2 separate regions of the Mus musculus genome follow, and region 1 is linked to region 2. The links are chromatin contacts, called in public Hi-C maps. All regions are on one chromosome and are shown on one strand. The core of a region is the stretch at or near the end of the contact, and the rest is flanking DNA. Distances in the headings are between cores, read along the strand shown.

Evidence for each region. Hi-C and Micro-C count contacts between places; a contact is called where the count stands out from the background.
Region 1: a Hi-C map of bone marrow-derived macrophages shows a contact between it and region 2, with 39 read pairs. The contact joins two enhancer-like sites. A contact is called at or near these places in 1 of 15 datasets of contacts at CTCF or cohesin (the NIH/3T3 cell line), 1 of 484 Hi-C or Micro-C datasets (bone marrow-derived macrophages), 6 of 115 datasets of contacts at active chromatin or transcription factors (CD8 T cells, bone marrow-derived macrophages, craniofacial prominence and 2 more) and 4 of 9 other capture datasets (adipose tissue, embryonic stem cells, liver and 1 more).

Annotation. Positions count from the first base shown.
Region 1 is chr11:20,654,409-20,658,207 of GRCm38.p6, reverse strand. No RefSeq gene overlaps it. Among named protein-coding and RNA genes, the nearest start is that of Sertad2, 24 kb to the right of the region's middle. Within about 2 kb of position 2,122, at least 174 of the 459 cell types and tissues checked have an H3K27ac peak or open chromatin away from gene starts, as enhancers often do. A contact at or near this core is called in bone marrow-derived macrophages, where this site is marked.
Region 2 is chr11:20,498,510-20,502,577 of GRCm38.p6, reverse strand. All of the region lies in intron 2 of Gm39607 (a long non-coding RNA gene), which reads right to left. Among named protein-coding and RNA genes, the nearest start is that of Gm32142, 22 kb to the right of the region's middle. Within about 2 kb of position 1,622, at least 9 of the 459 cell types and tissues checked have an H3K27ac peak or open chromatin away from gene starts, as enhancers often do. A contact at or near this core is called in bone marrow-derived macrophages, where this site is marked.

The sequences.
Region 1 (3,799 bases), core at 873-3,372, 160 kb before region 2:
TTCTTAGTCGAAACTGATTCTTCCATCCCAGCTTACCAGAAACCATAGATCCTGAATTCAAATAGATCATATTCTACTGAGAGCCTTTAAGTGACTCTCAGATTTCCCTCAGAAACGTCCCAAGCCAGATCCCCACCGGTTTGCTCAAAGCATTCTTCTTTTCAAAAAATTTTAAAAAGATTTTTATTTATTCTATGTAAGTACACTGTAGCTGTCTTCAGACACTCAAGAGAGGGCGTCAGATCTCATTACGGATGGTTGTGAGCCATCATGTGGTTGCTGGGATTTGAACTCAGGACCCACAGAAGAGCAGCCGGTGCTCCTAACCGCTGAGCCATCTCTCTAGCCCTTGCTCAGCATTCTTATCTTCCAAGCTCCTACAAAACATCTCATTAAATTCTGAGCACTCACTCGATGGCTTTTCCTGCCCAAAGTTCCAAATGCCACCATAATCTCCTCAAAACGGCAGAAAAAAAAAATGTCAATACAACATCCCTCACCTGGTACCCATTTCTGTCCTACTTTGCTTTGCTGTTGTGATAAAATACAAACCAAAGCAACCAGGGGAAGAAAAGGCTAATTTGACTCCCAGATCATGTTCCATGGTCCAGGGAAGCCGGAGCAAGAACTCAAGGCAGGAACTGAAGCAGCAGCCACTGGGAAACCGGAAGGCCACTTACTGGCTTGCTTCCCCTGGTTTGCCCACAGTGGGTGGGCTCTCCCACATCGATCAAGCACTCAAGGAAATGTTCCACAGACATGGCCACAGGTCAATTTGATGGAAACAATTCAAGTCATCTAGGTTTGTGTCAAGTTGACAAAAACTAACCAGCTCAGAGACTATTCCCTCCGTCTCTTCTGAGCCAGGCTGAAGCCAGCCAGGGATTTCTGCTTGGTGACAAGTCCACAATATTGCCTTACGTGACCTGTGGCCCCTGGAAGGCAAAGCAGTGTGTTCCCAAATGTGCAGAAAGGGCCTTGCAGCACACTCAGATGTCTTCTTGAGCCAGCTGTGCTGCCTTACCTAAACCTTTCTGGACCCGGGGTTTTCCTTTTTAAAAAACCTCAGTAAGACGGTGATCTGAGACAGAAATGCTTTCCAGACATAGCTTTGCCCACCCTCGTGGTTCTGCGTTTCCGGCTGGCCGCTGGGGTATCGCAGAGATGACTCTTGGGGAGGCGGTACTCAGAGGAGCTGGTCTGCATTTCTTCCTCGCCACTGGGGTGCCCGCTGGGGTGCCGGGCTGCTCAGAGCAGGCACACACCCTGCCTCCAAAGGAACCCTAGTCCCAGCTGCTGACTGATCAGAATCCCTCCCCCATCCTGGGCCTGACCCTCTACAGAATGCAGCACCAGTGTCTCCGAGCCCAGAGCGGACGCCCAGCCGACCAGCCCCCAGACAAAGGCCCCATGATGCAGAGGACAAGCCAGAGTCTGTGTGCCAACCAAATTCAACTTCAAGTAGGCATGCAGGATGAAGGGGGGCTGACGAAGAGGAAAGAGGTGAGAGAGAGAAAGATGGGAGGACGAGGTTTCCCCTTTATCAGGACTGGTCTGGCAAGACCAAGGGTTTGGCTCCCAGTGGGCGCTGGCTCTGTGACTACATCAGTCATCCCCTCCACGGTGGGTCGGCATATGTCTGGGGCTATGGGAGGGAGATTCTCCTCGGTAGGTAGAGACGCTAGATTCGCCTCTCCCAGTGGCTTTGGTCCCTGGTGATTTCGGTTGCAGAGACTTCCTCCTATGGCCGGCTGCTGATCCCAAGGTTTTCATGGCTCAACCTCTCCAAGTCTCCCCAAGCCTTCAGCAGGGATGGGCATGACTGAAGCACCCGCTAGTGCTGCAGGCCACACACCCCCCAAATCGGCACACTCACAGCTGTCTGGAAAACACTTGGTAGCTGTGCACACATCAGAAACTGTTCTCATCTCTGGACCCTCTCCAGACCCAACTGCAAGGGGAGCATGGATCGGGCTGACTTGCCTCAGCCTGCCAAAGTGCAGGCCACATGGCTCTGTCTTCAGCCACTCAGCTGAATCCCGAGGCAGCCTTCTCCTCTGCTTGGGTGCAGAAACGGGGCGACACACTTCCCACATCTGAAAGACAAGCCTGTCGGGCCGAGGAGGGAGGGGCCTGACTCCCTAAGGTTGGGTTCCTCTCAGACTTCTCCCAGGAACACAGGCTTGTGCTAGGGGCATTGAGAGCTTCCTCAGCCTACCACCCCTCCCCCACTTTGCCTCCAGCCTTTCTCCAGCTTGTGCTCTGCAGCCATTTCTTGTCACTGCTGAACAATAAGCCTTGCAGGCAGCTGGCAGCTTGGCCCTGCCTGGGAGGCGGGGGAAGTCTGTAGCACTATGGGGCTGAGACAGCCAGACTGCTGCAGAGAGGGTTCCCAGCTCCAGGGACAATGTCACCATGTGCTGTCTGATCCTGTCGTGCACAGGACAAGCCATCCCAGATGCCTCCAAGGGTGGCACCTTAGGGCCTTCAAGAGTTTTTTTCAAATCCTTTTGGTCTGCAGTCCAAGACCAGCCCTCCCACTGTGATAACAAACAAGGAGAGGCCAGATAGCCAGCCTCATCTTGCTCCCAATAAGTTACTAACCTCAAGTCACATTGCCAAAGTAAGGGAGTCTGAGAACACCCAGAGTGCTCAGTCACAGAAAGTTCTCCCTACTGGCTAACTGCTGGTCCTACTGGCTGCTCCTCTCCATACCTTAAGGTAGTGATGTAGGTATGTCAGGAGGGGCACACCTCCCCCCAACCCATCCCAGACCCGGGGAAGAGTTTTCAGGTCTCCAAACTATAGGCAAGATATGCTGTGCTAAAAAGACTGGAGAGAAACTATAGCCTCAGCAACTCAGGTGGCCAAGACAGAAGCACTTACATGCAGGTGTTTGAGACCAGCTGGGATAACAACCGGTTTCCATACACACAAAACCAAACTTATTTAGGGCTGGAGAGAAAGAGAGGAGCAGGCTTGGGGTTGGTGACAAAGGGTCTTCTAATGAGCCAAGCTGAATGCTACTCCTCTGAAGCCATAATCAGGCTCCTTAGAGCAGAAGACCAGACCCCTCATAGGCCTAGAGCTTTCTGAAGATATCCCCCTCCTATGTGGCTTGGCTGTTAACCCTGTTCCCTCCTCTCCAGCACTCTGGTACACTGGGGCTCCCTGGACACCCAAGCCAATTAATCTCTTTAGGGGTAAACGTCCACCTTACTGAAAGCCTGTCTGCCTTGTTTGCGCCAACACTATCTTAAGGATTGTGTGGGTTGCAGTATCACTTTGGCAATGTGTCTCTGTAAAGGGCCAAATGGCAACTCCTTTGAACTAAGAGTCAGTACAACTGTACCTGCTCAGCTGTACTATGGAGTCAGACATCAGCCCTAGGGACGCATACCTAAGTAAGCACGGCCATTGTCTGGGGCCACTCTACTGCTTATTAACACTGGCAGTGTATAGTTTGTGGGGGTGTGACGTGACGACGTCTGGAGAAGACGAAATCCCAGGGTTCCTGTTCTTCAGAACTGTAGTGTTGCAAAGAAAACCTGTGTGCAGCTCAGGTGAAGCCAGGACAGAATTTGTTCTTGCAAAGTCTGGAGCCCTGAAAGAGTTGAGGACAGGATGGGCTCTTATGAGGAGGATGCGGAGACGGATTCATGGACAGGCATTTGAGGTTGGCCTTGAAATGAGGCTGTTCTGCACCAGAGTGTGGGAGCAAGGGCAGAGGCAGGGTGCTGGTGTGTCCCCGAGAGGGAGCTGTGCAGATGAGGAGCAGGAACCCCGGAGCAAGCCTTCT
Region 2 (4,068 bases), core at 373-2,872:
GACCATACCTGGGCTAGGACCCTGTCTTTTCCATCTGCATCTGTCTATTGTTCTAATACAGGTCTTCAACACCAAAGGATAACAAGAGTGTTCACTCCAGCAGATCCTGTTCCTTGAAGTTACTGAAAGACTCATACAACAGTATTCACATACCATTGGACCACACATCTAGCTGCAAGAGAAGCTAGACAATATAGTCTCTACTCCAGATCTCATCCATCCATCCATCCATCCATCCATCCATTCATCCATTGGTCAAGGCTAGTCCTCAAGAGAACGAATTGCCCATCATCTGTAATGTAATGATGTAGGGTAATAAACCGGTTTCATGCTGTCTCAAGTATCACTGGGACTTTGTCACACTAGGAAATTGTATTGGCACTCTCTGATAAACTATTTAGAAAAGGCAGCCTTCAAGTTGTGAAAGAGGTAGTGTAAGTGTAACAGTCACAAGTCCCACTGAAGACCAGCAAGTTCACACTAAGCATTCCAAACACAAGGTATTTGCTTAGGCAAGAGCTGGATTTTACAGTTAATACTTCCCAGGTCTAGGTTATAAACTCATGGATCTTCTAAAAGTACAACATTGGTAGCAAAATAAAACCTTGACTTCACTTAGACTACTGTAATAAAGATCTTTCGAAATGTTCCTTTAGAATGAGTTCTCTGCCAATACATAAACATTTTTGGATGAAATTTCATAGGGTTGGGAAGGTGGCTCAGTAGACAAAGTCAGCCCTTGCTGCACAAGCATGAGAGTTCAGTTCCACATAAAGCAAAGCTGCTTCTAATCCCAGCACTCAGGAAGCAGAGACAGTGACTCACTCCCTGGGGCAATCTGGCTAGCTAGACCAGAAGGACAAAAGGGGGCTGGAGGATGGTTCAGCAATTAAGACGACTAACTGCTCTTCCAGAGGACCTGGGTTCCATTCCTGGCACCTACGTGACAGCTCAAACTTTCTGTAATCCCAATCCTAAGGGGCCCAACACCCTCTGGCCTCTAAGGGTACTGCACACAGGTATACATGCAAGTAAAACATTCATACACACAAAGGGGGGGAATGGAGGGGTTTTGTTTTGCTTTTGTTTTAAAGCAAAAATGGTTTTCCTGCAGTGGGGAACAGAGCTAAGTAGCAGTAAAGACACAGACAATAGGACCTGATAGACAGCCGCCTAGAGCATCATTGTTTCTGAGGTGAGATAAAGAGCACACGGTGGGGTGCCTACCATGTGGGAAATTACAAAAGAATCTGCAGGTGGACATAAAGCCATCCTACTGATGGCCTTATCTTCTGAGAATGGTTCTCTCAATTGGAGGACACAAGTAGATAAAGACTCTTTTTCCTCTTGCCTGTTCCTTCCCTTATCCTCAGGACATTTTTTTTTCCTGTATTAAACTTGGCCAATGCAAATTAACTAGAATAATATTAATTATAACATTTGCTGGGCAATAAGAAAGACAAGCTACAGGAAAGGACTGCTTTCTCTGAACCCCTAACAAAGGCCACAAGGGAGACTTGGGAAGGAGATCAGCCAAGAAAGGCCAGAAAGGTGTCTGGTTGGGAAGGAATTAGCTGGGTGAAGCAGGAGGTGGCAGAGAAGTTCCCATGCAGACTTCTAGCATGAATGCAGAGCTCAGTCGTGGGGCAGAACACGGCAAGGGATGAGGAAGCCTCAGCAAGCACACAGGAATGAGTGCACAGAGGCCTGTGAGACAGTCGCATTTGTTTGTGAATTGAGCCCTGTCTGGTAGGGACCCCTAGGAAGTAAAGTCAGAGTTAAAGACATCAGTGACACTTCCTTGGGAGGTCAAAGCCTAAGGCAGACAGGACATGGGGAAGTGATACAAGGAGGGTTAGGTGTCACCCCTCTGGTGGCCATGCCACACAGTGCACGACCATAGCTGGGTGTTTGTTCAGCACCCAGGACTTTTCTAGTGAATGTACAAGGAAAAACGTGGCTCAGATTTTTTTTTTTAATTTGAGGCAGGTCTCAAATGAGGGTGGGGCATAGAGGAGGAGCCAAGTGATGGACACTGATGAGAAGGAGGGGAACTGATGACTTATTCTGGGCATTTCCCTGGGAAGAAGAGAAAGAGAAGAGAGGGTCGTGGGTTTGCCATCAATATCCCCAACAACAGCCTAGGTTCACTCTCAAGCACGCACATATGTAAAGGTGGAGGGAGAGAGCCAATTCATGTAAAGCTGTCTCCTGACCTCCACACCTCCACCCTCCAACACACACAGATCACACACACACATAGACATAATACATAAAATATTCTCTAAGAGAAAGATAGAGAAGGCAGGCTGTGGCTTTAAAGAAATGTCCACGTTCTGTCTTGGGAGACCACATTAAGACAGAAAGACCAAGGGGACGGTTTAGGTGCCCGGACATAGTGTGAGGCTGGAAGGGGTGGAGGAGCTGGGATCCCCATTACCAGCACAGAGCCTAAGCTCAAGGCACGAAGCATCCACCATGGGTGAGGGCAAGAGGGGATGGCGTCTGTGAAGGTGGAGCTGGAGCAGGACGCTGAGGGTCTGGTTCAATGGCAACAATTTGTGAATTACAGGAAGCAGGCCAGAGACAGACATGTGAGTTGGGTGAGAGGGATTGACTTGGAAACGGAACAAACTCAATGTAATGATGTCAAGAGAATGTCAATCCATGAGCACCCAGGAGAAAGATGACTGGGAGAAGGGAGAAGTGGCAGAGGTGGGGTGTCACCTTAACACCCCCAAAACCAACTCCCCAGATTTTGCTTTGTCAGCCTTGGCTCTGGTCTAACTCAAAGGTAAGGAAGTCTGAGCAGTCACCCCAGCTCTTTGGCTTGCAGAAGATTAGAAGGCTGCTGTTTTTAATGAACTCACAAACACTAGCTTATCACAGGAGCCAGCCATTTAAAAATGTCCTTTATTGTAGCAGGGTGGTGACACTTTCAAATGCTAGTGTTGGAGAACAAAGCACTGTGAGCAAGCACCCACTAGAAGCCTACCCAGGAGTGTGTTACAGCGCTTTGCCTGGTGGGCTTCTCTCTCCAGCCAGCACAGGCCCTCACTGTTCACCTGCAGGGGAGGACTATTTGGAATACTTGTGTCGGGCACCTCGGTAGGTGAGATGCCCGGGAACTCTGGGCAGCAGCTCCAGTTACAAATCTCGGCCATATAAAATAGCAGGAAATGTGGGGCGTGGAGAGTTCACTGGGGAGATTAACTACTTGGAGGAGCCCCACATCAGCATCTTGGTGTTTAGAGAAAAAGATAGCCCGCACAGCTTTTAATAGCATAAAGAAAACTCTGCTGTCACGCTGAGAGAGAGGACTGTCCATTCTGCTTCTGGAAGGGCTCATCTTTAGTTTGAAAGCCATCTTTCTTTTCTGTAAGAAACACGGGGTTGAAATGAAAGCCAGATGGAGCCGCAGTAATTTTGAGGTTTATTTTTTTAAATTAAATAAATAAATAATTTCTGCATACCCTAATTTTCCAAGATGAGCCCCCAAGGTTGTTGACTTTAATCCCCTTCAACTATCCTCTCCCTCCCTAGCTCCCATCTTGCTTAACACTAAACAGAGATTTCTACACACCAGCCCACCATGCACCTTCATTTTTTCCTACAGGTACATTGCTATTCAGATAAATGTTCCCTGTAGGTACAAGCATGCTTGCTATTTAGGTAAACTTGAAATGTCTGGGGGATTCTAGCACTAGATGAGAATCTCTGTACTATCCAGAAGGGTGAGCCAACGTTCTTGGTATAGCTGGGGCAACCCCAAATGATCAAGCATGCTGGCATGTGTACAGTCTTGGCTACAGTTCTCCAAGAAAGGTATATACACAGTTGAAGCAAAATAACACCGTCCCACAGTGTACACTGACAGTGAACTGATGAGAAATTTTACTGGAATTGGTAAGCACAGTGTATGAGGGAGGAACAGAGAATGGGGTGTGATAATGAACACACAGGATCAACCTTCAAGCACAGGGTTCAAAAGCCCAGACAGAGCAGCTCGGAAGGTTAGAGAAGGATTAAACCTGAGAGCAGAGTTAGTTCACTTACGGTTCCTTGGGA